Regions from separate parts of the Ovis aries genome. Here all the other regions are linked to region 2. A link is a contact called in public Hi-C data. All regions are on one chromosome and are shown on one strand. Each heading gives the region's core, a stretch centred on a gene start, on an enhancer-like site or on the middle of the called end of the contact. The rest is flanking DNA. Distances are from core to core; before and after follow the strand shown. Region 1 overlaps TSC22D3 (TSC22 domain family member 3). Region 2 holds the start of TSC22D3 (TSC22 domain family member 3). Region 3 overlaps MID2 (midline 2).

Region 1 (4,389 bases), core at 313-2,812, 69 kb after region 2:
TAAATGCCTTGCTGCTGCAACCTTTGCCCCATATGTCCCCTGAATACATGTGAGGTCCCCTTCTGAATGCCAAACCCACCATTCACTGGTGCTGACTACATAGAATGGGGTTGAGAGAAGATCAGCTGGGACTTTGTCATCTGAAAACCTTGTTTTGTTGTTAACGGTTGTGGAAAACTTTCAAGTGCAGAGAATGATCAGCTTGCCGGTGTCCTCTCATGGACAAGGGAATAACTCTGACCCAATGATGCCTGGGTGATGTGCTCAGGGAGCTTGTCTCTAGGGAGTTCTGTGGCAGTTGAACACTTCCCACTTTCTAACACCTTATCCTGATGTTATGTCTCCAGGATTTGGATTTTGATTTTTCAAATGTAGCTTGACATTTCAATAAACTTTGCTCTTTTTTTTTTTTTCTAAAAATAAACCTGGTGTCCGCCTGAGCTTAAAACAGAGTGGGTGGTAGAGGCCCTAATGGTGGTTGGGGGCACTGTTTTTCTGACTCATCTGCTCATGGGCACGACCTGAGTGGCAGGCCTGTGCTACACCAATGATCTTGCGTAACTGTCACAACACCCCCATTGTACGGGTGAGTAAGCGGAGACTCAGCCCGCTGAAGTGACTTGCCAAAAGTCACACAGCTATTATGGCAAATTGGGACCCAATCTTCCATCCATCCCTCTCTCCCACTCCTGCTTTCATATGGCAGCTTGGGAGTGAGTGGTGAGGTGACTACTAATGTACAACTTCAGCTTGAGGGGTGATTTGCAAGGAAGGGTCCCCCAAGAAAGGCCCCAAAAGAAAATGGCACGGTGTCCATGTGAGGGAGCAAGAAGAGGGGAACCAAATAAACACAAATGGGCCTCTCTCCTCTGAAACATCATCCAGATCACTTAGTACATTTACCTTAATACCACCCACAGGAGACCACTGACACTGGAAAAGGGGCTAAGAGGGCCTCAGTGAGAAAAGGACACACAGTATATACGATGGCCCAAACCCCATCCCACTCCCCCAAGGGGAGATGCTCTCAAGCTCTGCTGCTGCACTTGTTACTACTGAGATTTTGCTCACAAAACCCACCAGCCCCTTGGGCACGGCCAAGTCTAAGTATCCCAACTCCACTTCCCTCCTCTGTCTCTCCTTGGAGGCATCCTTACTTACCCATCACCCTTTCCTGGGCTCCATGTCTCTGGCATCTGGGGTCCAGCCATTTCTCTGATTCTGGGCATTCACTGTCTCCTCCACTGTGTCCTTACCTGGAGCCACTATGGGCCCTAAGCTGTGGTCTAAGCCTCCCAGTTTCCCAAGGGAGGGAATCACTCCTGTGTGAGTGACTCCGTTCCATCTCAGCTTCCTGTAGCATATGCACCTACCTCTTTGTCACTTGAAATTTAAAGGAATTCCTTGACCTTCCTGAGCCATAAACCTCAAGGGCCAAGAGGTCTTGGCTCCTTTTCTTGCACCCATCACTGACTGGATATATTTCCAATGGCAGGCTTCTTTCACTGTAAAGGTCACACATGTAGGCCTATTCGTTTAGAATCACTAAACCTCTTCTTCACAACCTTACCCTGCTTGCTGGTCTCTCAAATCCCAACTTCTCTTTCTGCTCCTCACCTCTCAACTCATGATGCCAAGCTCATTGTCTGCACCTGCCCATTTGATCAATTTCCTGGCTGTGCAGACTTCACAGCTGGTAGAATGGACACAAAGGTTGCATCAAGCAGCTACTCCCCCAGTTCCCCTCATCTCTCCACCCAACCCAGTTCTCCCCAGTTCCCACTTACTCCCATCCCCTCCCCATCTCACGAACTGAGGGACTTTTCCACTCTTAGGCTCATCTGCAGACTTCCCATATGCTGATTTCCAGCCAAATAAGAACCAACAGATGAAAAAAGGAAACTCAGGAGATGGCCCAGCAAACATACAGCCCTCTCTGGTCATCCAGCCCTTCCCTATGAGAAAGGGGAAAAACATACCCACAGTCACACAGTGGGAAAGAGAGAACAAGTACGTTGCCCAGGCAACCATGACTAAACAGAGACAAACACTGCACCTTCTGAGGCCACAGCAGTTGCTAGACTAGATAAGAGGAACTTTGTGGCTGTTTGTCAGTCACATAGAGGAGCAGCTCTTGTTGTTTTTGTTCCACAGAAAACCAGCAGGGGTGGGGAAAGGCAAAAGAAAACATGACTCCTGGAAAGACCTTCACAGCTTGGGGCTTCCGGGCCCAGCTGGTCGGGCTGGACCCAGTACAAGGAAAAGAACCAGAAGTACCGAAGCGGTATGTTCCCCTGCCTGGACATGCTCCCTCTCCCAGGACCCTCCTACCACCGTCTCATCTGATCCTCATGCAGCCTGCCGCCCCCTCCCCACCGCCACAGCCATGTTTCCTGCCCTTACAGAAACAGACACTTGTGATTCACCTCCATTTCACAGATAAGAAAACTCAGAACCAGAGAGCTCAGTGCTACTCCCACTGATCCCATGGGACCTTGGTGACATCAGGAGCCCCTTTTAAATGTCAAAACTCTCCCCCAATCTATCCCAACCCAAAAGTAGTTGAACTCTTAATATAGTCATACCTCACTTTATTGTACTTTGCAGATATTTTTTTTTTTTAAACAAAGGTTTCTGGCCACCCTGCATCAAACAAATCTATCAGTGCCATTTTTGCAACAGTGTTTGCTCACTTTGTGTCCTGGTGTGACATTTCAGTAATTCTTGTGATGTTTTCAACTTTTTCACTGTTGCTATATTTTTATGGTGATCTGAGATCTTTGATGATACTATGACTTGCTGAAGGCTCAGATGATGCTTGGCATTTTTCAGTGATAAGGTATTTTTTAATTATGGTATGTACATTGCTTTTTCTGAATGTTGAGCTTTAAGCCAACTTGAAATAGATGGGGAAACAGTGAAAACAGTGTCAGACTTCATTTTGGGGGGCTCCAAAATCATGGCAGATGGTGATTGCAGCCATGAAATTAGAAGACGCTTACTCCTTGGAAGGAAAGTTATGACCAACCTAGATGACATATTCAAAAGCAGAGACATTACTTTGCCAACAAAGGTCTGTCTGGTCAAGGCTATGGTTTTTCCAGTGTTCATGTATGGATGTGAGAGCTGGACTGTGAAGAAGGCTGAGCACTGAAGAATTGATGCTTTTGAACTGCAGTGTTGGAGAAGACTCTTGAGAGTCCCTTGGACTGCAAGGAGATCCAACCAGTCCATTCTAAAGGAGATCAGTACTGGGTGTTCTTTGGAGGGAATGATGCTGAAGCTGAAACTCCAGTACTTTGGCCACCTCATGTGAAGAGTTGACTCATTGGAAAAGACCCTGATGCTGGGAGGGATTGGGGGCAGGAGGAGAAGGGGACGACAGAGGATGAGATGGTTGGATGGCATCACCGACTCGATGGACATGAGTTTGAGTGAACGCTGGAGTTGGTGATAGACAGGGAGGCCTGGCATGCTGCAATTCATGGGGTTGCAAAGAGTCGGACACGACTGAGCGACTGAACTGAACTGAACTGAACATTGTTTTTTAAGCCCTAATGCTACTGCACACTTAATAGACTACAGTATACTGTAAACATACATTTGATATGCACTGGGAAACAAAAAAATTCACGTGACTTGCTTTATTATGATATTCACTTTATGGCCACAGTCTGGAACTGAACACATGGTGTCTCCAGGGTATTATTCACTGAGATAGAGAAAGAGAATACGTAATGACAAGCAGTGACTGTGAATTCAATGGGGCTTTTAAAGAAGCTTACTGTATTTGCCACATGAGCATAGAGGTGGGTTTGAAAAGTAGAACAGAAATGTGGGTGGTAGATTATTTACAGACTAAGACTGCAGAGGCGCAAGGCACAGGGCTCTCAGACTGGGAACCACTACAGAAGAAGGTACTTCTGGTGAAGCTCCAAAGGAAGAACCCACGGAGTGAGATGAGGAAGCGGGGCCACTAGGACCTGAGGTATAGGGAGAAGGAGTCTAGAAAGACCAGAGGAAATAAGCTGCACATTCTCTTTAGGGTATTTTGAAGTATCCTAACATCATCCTACTTACCCTGGAAAAATCTTGATTTCAAATCTCACCTCCTCTCCTCCTAGTTGGCTAGAAATTAATGGACGTAATTAACGCTTTGTAGGCAGCCCAGTTCCTCAGGTTGTCTCATGCAGAGCTGCTTATTGGAACCCAAATACTTAGCAATTAACCACCTCTGCCAGATCTGGCAAGGTCTGACAGAGAGCTCAACCAGTTAGCTATTCCAAACAGAAGTGGTTTCCAGGGAAGAGCTCGCTGAAAGGGACCATAATAACAATGATTAAGTAATAATAGCTACCATTTACCATGGCACTTACTTCATGTCAGGCA
Region 2 (4,572 bases), core at 67-2,566:
CCCGGCAATCTTGATTCCAGCTTGTGTTTCTTCCAGTCCAGCGTTTCTCATGATGTACTCTGCATATAAGTTAAATAAGCAGGGTGACAATATACAGCCTTGATGCACTCCTTTTCCTATTTGGAACCAGTCTGTTGTTCCATGTCCAGTTCTAACTGTTGCTTCCTGACCTGCATACAGATTTCTCAAGAGGCAGGTCAGGTGGTCTGTATTCCCATCTCTTTCAGAATTTTCCACAGTTTATTGTGATCCACACAGTCAAAGGCTTTGGCATGGTTAATAAAGCATATTTTTCTCTGGAACTCTCTTGCTTTTTCCATGATCCAGCGGATGCTGGCAATTTGATCTCTGGTTCCTCTGTCTTTTCTAAAACCAGCTTGAACATCAGGAAGTTCACGGTTCACGTATTGTTGAAGCCTGGCTTGTAGAATTTTGAGCATTACTTTACTAGCATGTGAGATGAGTGCAATTGTGGGGTAGTTTGAGCATTCTTTGGCATTGCCTTTCTTTGGGGTTGGAATGAAACTGACCTTTTCCAGTCCTGTGGCCACTGCTGAGTTTTCCAAATTTGCTGGCATATTGAGTGCAGCACTTTAGGGGGATCAAAAAACTCCAAGTTTGGAAATTTTGGGGAAGCTAAGTGAAATGGGGAGGATGAGACGAAACTAAGGAGAATGAGGGGGTGTGGAAGTGAGAGGAGCAGGGGGGAATAAAATGAGGGAAAGAAAAGGAGAAAGAAAGAAACCGAGAGGAGTAAAAGAGGAATGGCAGAGAAAAATCCTAAATAAGGAAATCCAGGAAAGGGAAAAAAAGGAATAAGAAAGGGGGCAAGAAAGAAAGGAAAGGGCCGAAAGGAGTAAAGAAAGAGGAAAAAAGAACATAAAAATAAATGAGAGAAAAAGGGGCAAAGGAACAGAAAAATAAATATGAAAGAAAGAATGGAAGAAGAAAGGCAAAGAGAAGCAAGGCGTGGGGGGCGGGCGTGCAGACAGAGGGAGAACTACTAACGCACTGGCATTCCGGGAAGCTGGAGCAAAGACCATCTCAGATGGGGTTCAGGGAAGACATGGGAGAGAGCAATTGAGGGGAAAGGGGGAAAGGAATGAAGGGAGAAGAAACGGACAGAAACCGAGGAGCGGTTGAGCGTGCTTCTGTGAGTTTTGTTGCAGGAGCGTGTCGGTTACCCCCGAGGCGCGCACAGCACCCTCGGACACCCAGCACTGGCCACGCGCTCTCTGCACCTCACCCCACCCCCACCCCGCTTCTCGAAGGCGGCGTCTCTCCTGTAGGGGGACCCGTCCGCGGTGGGACCAGGCACATTGGTCCGCCCGTTAAGCTCGAGACCGGGGGTGGCGCGGCGGCTCTCGGGGATTCCTGGCCCAAGATGCGCCAGAAGCACAGAGACAGCCCGAGCCGAAGCGCGGCGAGACTCACAGAAGGAAGCCGAGCGGGGCCGGGCTCCCGGGAGCGCGGCAGAAGGTGCGGGCGGCCCTGCGGGTGCTGGGGCGAGATGGGGGCGGAAGCCCGGTGGGAGCGGGGCGGGGGAGGGGGACAGTACCGTGCCGCCGGCTCCCGGGCGCGCGCGGGCGAAGCTGCGGCGGCCCCGCGTGGTCGGCCGGCCCCCCGGCGGGTCATTTGCATGCTGTCACGGCTCCGCGCTGACACCCGGGCGCGCGGCTCGCTCGCTCGCTCACTCGCGCTCGGCTTCTGCCGCCGCTCCGCCGGCGCAGACCCGGAGAGCCTGAGAGCCGGCGAGTCCCCGAGCTGGCGAGGGAGGGAGGGAACCCGAGAGGGAGGGAGCGAGGGCGCGCCCCGGCTCTCTGTCGGCCCCGCCGCCCGCCCTTCCTGCTACCCCAGGTCCGCCCCCGGCCCCCGCTCTCACACTTGGGAAACTTGGGACGGCGCGGGGGCCGCGTGTGGCACCTCGGGGTGGGGGGGGGGGCGGCCCTGGCCTGGAGAGGCGGAGGAGGAGGAGGGGGGCGGAGAGGAGGAGGAAGAGGAGGAAGTGAGCCCGAAGGATCCGCTCAGAGCTGTTTGTCCAGCTGTTTCTATTCGCACCCCGAGCGGCGCAGCCAGAAGGGGGCCGAGCCGACGGTGGCCGGCTTTTGACGCTCATTTCCAACTCTTCTTCTCCTCGCAGCTTGTCTGTCCCAGACACCCTGGAGTCTCCTCCGGCCGGCCCGGCGGGCGCGCACCTGCCGGCTGCCCCTGACCTCGCGGGCCAGGCGGGCCCCGAGCTGGAGAACATGGCCCAGCCCAAGTCCGACTGCCGCTCACCTGTCGGCCTCGACTGCTGCAACTGCTGCCTGGACCTGGCCCACCGGAGCGGGCTCCAGCGCGACAACGGCGGGGACAACAACAACTCGGGCAGCCCCACCGTGAGCAACTTTCGGCAGCTGCAGGAGAAGCTGGTCTTCGAGAACCTCAACACCGACAAGCTCAATAGCATAATGCGGCAGGATTCGCTAGAGCCCGTGCTGCGGGACCCCTGCTATCTGATCAACGAGGGCATCTGCAACCGCAACATTGACCAGACCATGCTTTCCATTCTGCTCTTCTTCCACAGGTAGGTGGCGGGGCCCGCGCGGGTGGGCACCTGGTCCCGGCTGCCTCGCACCTGCCTGGGCTGAATGCGCCCCTCCGGAAGGCCGAGAGGGGCACTGGAGGTTTGGGCGCCCAGGACCGCCACAACCCGACCCAGGAGGCTACCTGGATTCCTGTGTGGCTGAGGGCAGGCCTGGCAGGTGGGAGCCCTGTTTGGAAAGGTGCCTGCGGAGGCTTTCCTGGGGAAATGCTGGAGCCCAGAAGATGGACAGAGCGACAGAGCGGTAGATGCTTTGGGGATAGTCGGCGGCACTTTCTACCCAAATGTTTGCATTTCTATGGCCACTTTGGAGAGTCTGCCATGGGATGCTCTTGGGACCTGAGTTCCATGCTTATCAAAAGTCCATTTCCAAACAGGCAAACTTGGGCGGAAATTGCAAGGGCTTTTAAATTACTGAGTGGCCCTGACTGAGAATAGGGGCAAGCAAATTGTCCCGGCAGATTCAGCTGCTACTGGTGTGGGGGAGGGTGGGGAATAAGAAAAATTAAGAGACCTGTGAGAATTTCTTGAAACTCTGGATAGGGGGACCCCTCCCCATCCATGATCCACCATGGATCACAGCCTTCCATTTCCAGTGATAGCTAAAAGCAGCCCCAAAGAGCATCCCAGGACAGGAGGGTGGATGAGTCCATGTCATGGCAAACCTGTTGTTGGAGTGCAGGTCAGACTTTCTAGAAATCCTGCTGAAGGGCAAGGAAGGGAGAGTGGAGGAGAAAAACACAATGGGAAGACCAAAGGTGGCTGCAGTCTTCCAGTCTGAGGCACTCTGGTAAGGGCCGGTCTTGGGCAGACAACTGCAGCAATTTTGAAGCAGGAGAGGCAACTTTAGGAAACTCAGCTGTGGGTTTGGTGTTCTTAGAGCCCTAGGAACGAGGCACTGGTGTGTGTGTGTGTGCATGCGCGTGAGGGTGGGTGGGTGGGTTTTCTTCTTCCTCAAGGTCACAGGTTATGTAAGAGAAAGAGAAACCCTCTGTGGGAGGCCTCGGTTGTAGTACAAGTTATGTGTCTAGTTCCCTGTGTGACCCTGAGCAAGTTGCTTGACCTCTCCGGTCTCTAAGCTTCCTTCTAGTTCTGAGGTTCCAAGTCATGGGCAGGTAATGTGCTCAGACAAGGTAATAAGTAATTTTGGGCTTCCACAGAGTAATTGAATAATTTGATGGTTTGTCGGTGAGACACAAATAGGAAATTTTAAAAGCCATCGAGCTAGGCAAGAGCTACCTCACTTAGTGCTCAGCCCAGGTTAGCTTCTACAGTCCCAGAAGTTCCAGGAGGGGACAAGCAAGGCTGCCAACTTCGTTAGCATTATTATAACAGGTTGTATTTGCAGGCATTTTCCATGCCATCAAAGCCCTTTCTCAGCTATTATTTCACTTTAGGCATCAATTTATCTCATTGTCTCTAAGAAACCAGGGCGAGTTTCCAGGGAATCTTCGTTTCTGGTGAAAGATTACTACAAGTGTATTCAGACCACAGCCACTGCAACCCTGCCGAGCGAAAGCCCTAACAGGTTCCTAATAGTCTGCTGAGCTTAGGGCTGTAGGTGGTGGGGGATGGGTGGCAGCAACACCTGGAAAGAGGGCTCATGGCACTTGCACTCTTTCAACTGGGAGAGAATCTGCTCCAAAATGGCCTGACGAATCATAAGAGGGGACAGTTCCTCAGCTCTGGGTCCTAGGTTGGAGGCCTGGGAGGGTCAGACCTAAGTGAGTGAGATGTGAGGCTGAAAGTCTGAAATCAAAGTGTTCACTTACGCCACACCTTGGGAGGCTTTCTGGTGGTCTGGGTTTCTTGAAAACGGCAAGATCTCCTTTGTCACGTACTCTGTTGACACCTCTTGGTTCTTGGCAAAGCCTGGAAATGCCACCAGGTTGGGTTGGGGGCTGAGAGCTTTGGTGGAGGGAACAGGGCATATCATTGGGAAGTTGTCTCTGAGCACCCTGCCTCCCCTCCTGGGAACAGAGCAACTC
Region 3 (4,289 bases), core at 1,499-3,998, 130 kb before region 2:
GAAATATGACAAGGGTTTTATATTGTCACTTTGCTTATTTAACTTAAATGCAAAATACTGGGTTGGATGAAGCACAAGCTGGAATCAAGGTTGCCAGGAGAAATATCAATAACCTCAGATACGCAGATGATACCACCCTTATGGCAGAAAGTGAAGAGGAACTAAAGAGCCTCTTGATGAGGATGAAGGGCTTCCTTGGTGGCTTAGTTGGTAAAGAATCCACCTATAATATTAGGGAGACCTGAGTTCAGTCCCTGGGTTGGGAAGATCCCTGGAGAAGGGAAAGGCTACTCACTGCAGTATTCTGGCCTGGAGAATTCCATGGACTGTATAGTCCATGTATAATCCATGGGATTGCAAAGAGTTGGACACGACTGAGTGACTTTCACTTTCACTTCATGAGGGTGAAAGAGATCATGGCATTTGCTCTCATCACTTCATGGCAAATAGAAAGGGGAAAGTGGAAGCAGTGGCAGATTTTATTCTCTTGGGATCTAAAATCACTGCAGACTGACTGCAGCCATGAAATTAAAAGATGCTTGCTCCTTGGAAGAAAAGCTATGACAAGCCTAGACGGCATATTGAAAGACAGAAACATCTCTTTGCCAGCAAAGGTTCATCTAGTCAAAGGTATGGTTTTCCCAGTAGTCATGTATGGATGTGAGAGTTGGACCATACCTAAGGCTGAGCACCAAAGAACTGACTCTTTCAAACTGCGGTGCTGGAGACTCTTTTGTGTGTGTGTGTGGGGGGGCTTTGAGAGTCCCCTGGACAGCAAGGAGATCAAACCAGTCCATCCTAAAGGAAATCAGTCCTGAGTATTCACTGGAAGGACTGATGTTAAAGTTGAAGCTCCAATACTTTGGCCACCTGATGCGAGCAGCTGGCTCATTGGAAAAGACCCTGATGCTGGGAAAGACTGAAGGCAAAAGGAGAAGGGGGTGTCAGAGGATGAGATGGTTAGATATCCATATCCCTCAATGGATATGAATTGAAGCAAACTGGGAATAGTGAAGGACAGGGAAGCCTGGCATGCTGCAGTCTATAGGGTCACAAAGAGTCAGATAGGATTTAATGACTGAATAACAACAACAAATCTGAGCTTTAACTTATTTTAACATTTAAAAGAAAAAAGAAAGAAAATTCTAGAAGTCCCACAATGTTTTAGGCAGGTCTCGTGAACCAATATTTATGTATCTTTCTGAAATTATAGCTAATAAGTCTTTAGAACTTTGCACCCTGGTTTTCTTTTTACCCATAACACATATAACCCCTAGTAAAAATATGCTTGTTTATCATGTCTCTCTCCCAACTAGAATGAAAGCTTATTAAAGAATCTGTTTTGTTCACTGCTATACCTTCAACACCTAGAATAGTGCCTGGCACATTGCAGGTACTCAACAAATATCTGCTGAATTAATGAATGAATGTGAGTATGCTGGCCCTGACATAAAGGTAAAATGCAAAATTATAGACAAGGTTACATTTCTTCATTACATGAGAGAAATTTCCCTTACATTTTCTTTTCACACAATTACTCAAAATGACAATCGTGTTCTGTCATTTATGTATTGTTTGCTGATTATGAAAGAGTTGGGAAAATTTGGAATAACAACCTAGGTGCTAGGTAACCACATATTCTGAAATAGTTTTCCACCCAATGTTAAAAGAAAGGAAAAGTTACCTCTCTTGGGTAATCAGCTATGCTTTACCTACCCTTATGTGTGAGGGCTTCCCTGATAGCTCAGTTGGTAAAGGATCTGCCTGCAATGCAGGAGACCCTGGTTCAATTCCTGGGTTGGGAAGATCCCCTGGAGAAGGGATAGGCTACCTACTCCAGTATTCTTGGGCTTCCGTGGTGGCTCAGCTGGTAAAGAATCCGCCTGCAATGTGGGAGACCTGGGTTCAATCTCTGGGTTGGAAAGATCCCCTGGAGAAGGGAAAGGCTACCCACTCCAGTATTTTGGCCTGCAGAATTCCATGGACTGTATAGACCACGGGGTCACAAAGAGTCAGACAGGACTGATCAGCTTTCACTTTCACTTTCATGATGTGTGAAAGATTACACTTACAACAGCAAGCCACCAGAGGGTACTGTTTATTCAATTATCCTTTCTCGGTATCTATTACGTACCAAGCCATGTGCTGGGTATAAAAAAGTGGAGAGCACACAGTATGCCTTCTCAGAGTTTACAGTCTAGTGGAGAGACAGATCAATACATAGAAGTGCTAAGACTGAAGTATGCATAAAGTGCTTCAGGTACACAGGGGAAGGAGAGAGAGAGTACAGAGCATGTGTGATGGGTTCCTGGAGGAGGGGATGCCTGAGCTGAGTCTTAAGAGACAAGCAGTAGTCAGCCAGGAGAAGAGGGGAGGAGTGGAAGTTCTATGAGGGCAGGGGCCATCTTCACACTGTATTTCCAATGCCTAGCCCAAGGCAGAAATATGCCTAAATATCTGTGGAATATGAATGACAAAAGTACAAAGTGCAGGTAGTAAAGAGCACATGCTAGAGGTAGGTAGGGTCCAGACTATGATGGGTCTTATAAACCTTTATTTTAATCATGATGGGGAACCACTGAATTGTTTGTGGTAGGGGAATGACATATGGGATTTGCATTTTTTTTAAGTTCATTCCCACAACAATGTGGAAAGTAGATTAGAGAAGGGGACAGCATGACTCAGATAGACCAGCTAGGAACTGTGGTTTCCAAAAGGAATGTGTCATGGCCACTGCCTTTAAGAAGCTTATAGTCCACAGAAGGAAATGAGACAGAATCTGGTCATTCTAATACAGCCAAGCAGGCAGTGTACCAGAGGTGATGCACTGGCTGCTCTGCCCAAGGTCTTGCAGCTGGTGGGTGGCAGAGCCAGTAACAGAAACCAGGTTTCCTGATTCCAAGTCTAGGGCTTTTCCCCAAGCTCTCCTTTTAACTGCCTTTCACAACCACAGAATTATGTAAGGGAAAGAAAGTAGCGTGAGCCAATGAAAAAATATGCTTTCTTTAGCCTCAGACTAGACTGTGGGGAGCATTTACCCTCCCCAAGACCTTTGTCTCTGGGTGATGGCTGCAGTATCCCGGTACTTCCTATATACATATGGAGCAAGACAGCCCAGGAAATTCACATTCTGACAGTTAAGGTTAGGGAAACCACCATTCTGAGAAAAGTCATTCTTTATGAGGCAGGGGACTTCAGATGACAAAAGGGAAAAAAAAAAAACTGGTTCCATGTTCAAAAAAGGAAGATGGTCACTAGAAAGAACAGGGGCCCAAGTGGAAGAGTGAAAATAGCTGCTACGTGCGTGCTTAGTTGTGTCTGACTCTCTGCAACATAATAGACTGTAGCTGGCCAGTCTCCTCTGTCCATGGCAAGAATACTGGAGTGGGTTGCCATTTCCTTTTCCAGGGGATCTTCCCAACCCAGGGATTGAACCCATGTCTCCTGCATTGGCAGGCAGATTCTTTACCACTGACCCACTTGGGAAGCCCTGAAAACAGCTGAAGAAGGGGCTATATTGTTTCTAAGCTGTGGAGGGTGGAGGAACTGGGGGGTAGGGAAAGAAGATGGAGAAGCACCAGGAAAGAGCCTCAGCACAAGGACCTGAAGAATTCTGTATAAGAGCATCAGTGAAAAAGGAGACCCCAGAAAAATGTCCAATTACATAAGCAGATAACAAAGATGCCTGGACAACGTATTTTCAGGAGTCCCAACTACCTCATGAGCCAGGAGAGGGATGACAGCTAAGGGGTTTCTATATGGGAAAGTCCAAGGAAATAAAGGGGTCCTGAGAAGAGCCCTTGGTCAGGCTATCTCGGTGGGGATGGGGTTGGGGATGGACAGAGACAGAGAGAGTGAGGGCACAGACATGCACGTGCATCCGTGTGAACACTCTGTGGGAAGGATTCCTGGGTGTCCTGGGGTAAGGGTTTATCTTTACTGAACCAAAAATCAAATCAAAAATAGTTAAAAGAATGGCCTTTGAAGTTAGACAGCCTCAGGTTAGCCTCCCAGCTCTGCTGCTTACCAATGACCTGTCTGGTCTTGGGCAAGCAGCCTAAGTTTCCTCTTTTGCAAATAAGGATGAGACTAGTATCCAGCCTTGTAATGGTTTGTACACGTTTATTAGATTAAGCAACCGAAATAAAGCACCAAATGCATTTTCTGATATATAATGGGTAGTCAGATAGTTGTTTTTTTTTTGTTTGTTTCGATTTTCCTACTACTGCTCTGATGATGATGATGACTGTAACTACTCTTGCTAAAACCACTGTATCTTCTGGGGTTGT

The links. A called contact is a pair of places that touch in the nucleus more often than the background predicts.
Region 1: a contact with region 2 is called in a Hi-C map of mesenteric adipose tissue, with 2.8 times the contacts expected there. The contact joins the enhancer-like site here to the promoter of TSC22D3 in region 2. A contact is called at or near these places in 7 of 16 Hi-C or Micro-C datasets (blood, hypothalamus, mesenteric adipose tissue and 3 more).
Region 3: a Hi-C map of tail adipose tissue shows a contact between it and region 2, with 7 times the contacts expected there. The contact joins the enhancer-like site here to the promoter of TSC22D3 in region 2. A contact is called at or near these places in 3 of 16 Hi-C or Micro-C datasets (skin fibroblasts and tail adipose tissue).

What each region holds. Positions count from the first base shown.
Region 1 is chrX:127,557,314-127,561,702 of ARS-UI_Ramb_v3.0, forward strand. It overlaps TSC22D3 (TSC22 domain family member 3), which reads left to right. Exons shown (of 4, transcript XM_027963356.3): 4 at 1-420. Among named protein-coding and RNA genes, the nearest start is that of TRNAG-CCC, 56 kb to the right of the region's middle. Within about 2 kb of position 1,563, at least 20 of the 54 cell types and tissues checked have an H3K27ac peak or open chromatin away from gene starts, as enhancers often do. A contact at or near this core is called in tail adipose tissue, where this site is marked.
Region 2 is chrX:127,488,814-127,493,385 of ARS-UI_Ramb_v3.0, forward strand. TSC22D3 (TSC22 domain family member 3) reads left to right here and starts at 1,317. Exons shown (of 4, transcript XM_027963356.3): 1 at 1,317-1,479; 2 at 2,141-2,566. The coding sequence starts at 1,385.
Region 3 is chrX:127,359,428-127,363,716 of ARS-UI_Ramb_v3.0, forward strand. The region is part of intron 3 of MID2 (midline 2); the gene reads right to left. Among named protein-coding and RNA genes, the nearest start is that of MID2, 61 kb to the right of the region's middle. Within about 2 kb of position 2,749, at least 2 of the 54 cell types and tissues checked have an H3K27ac peak or open chromatin away from gene starts, as enhancers often do.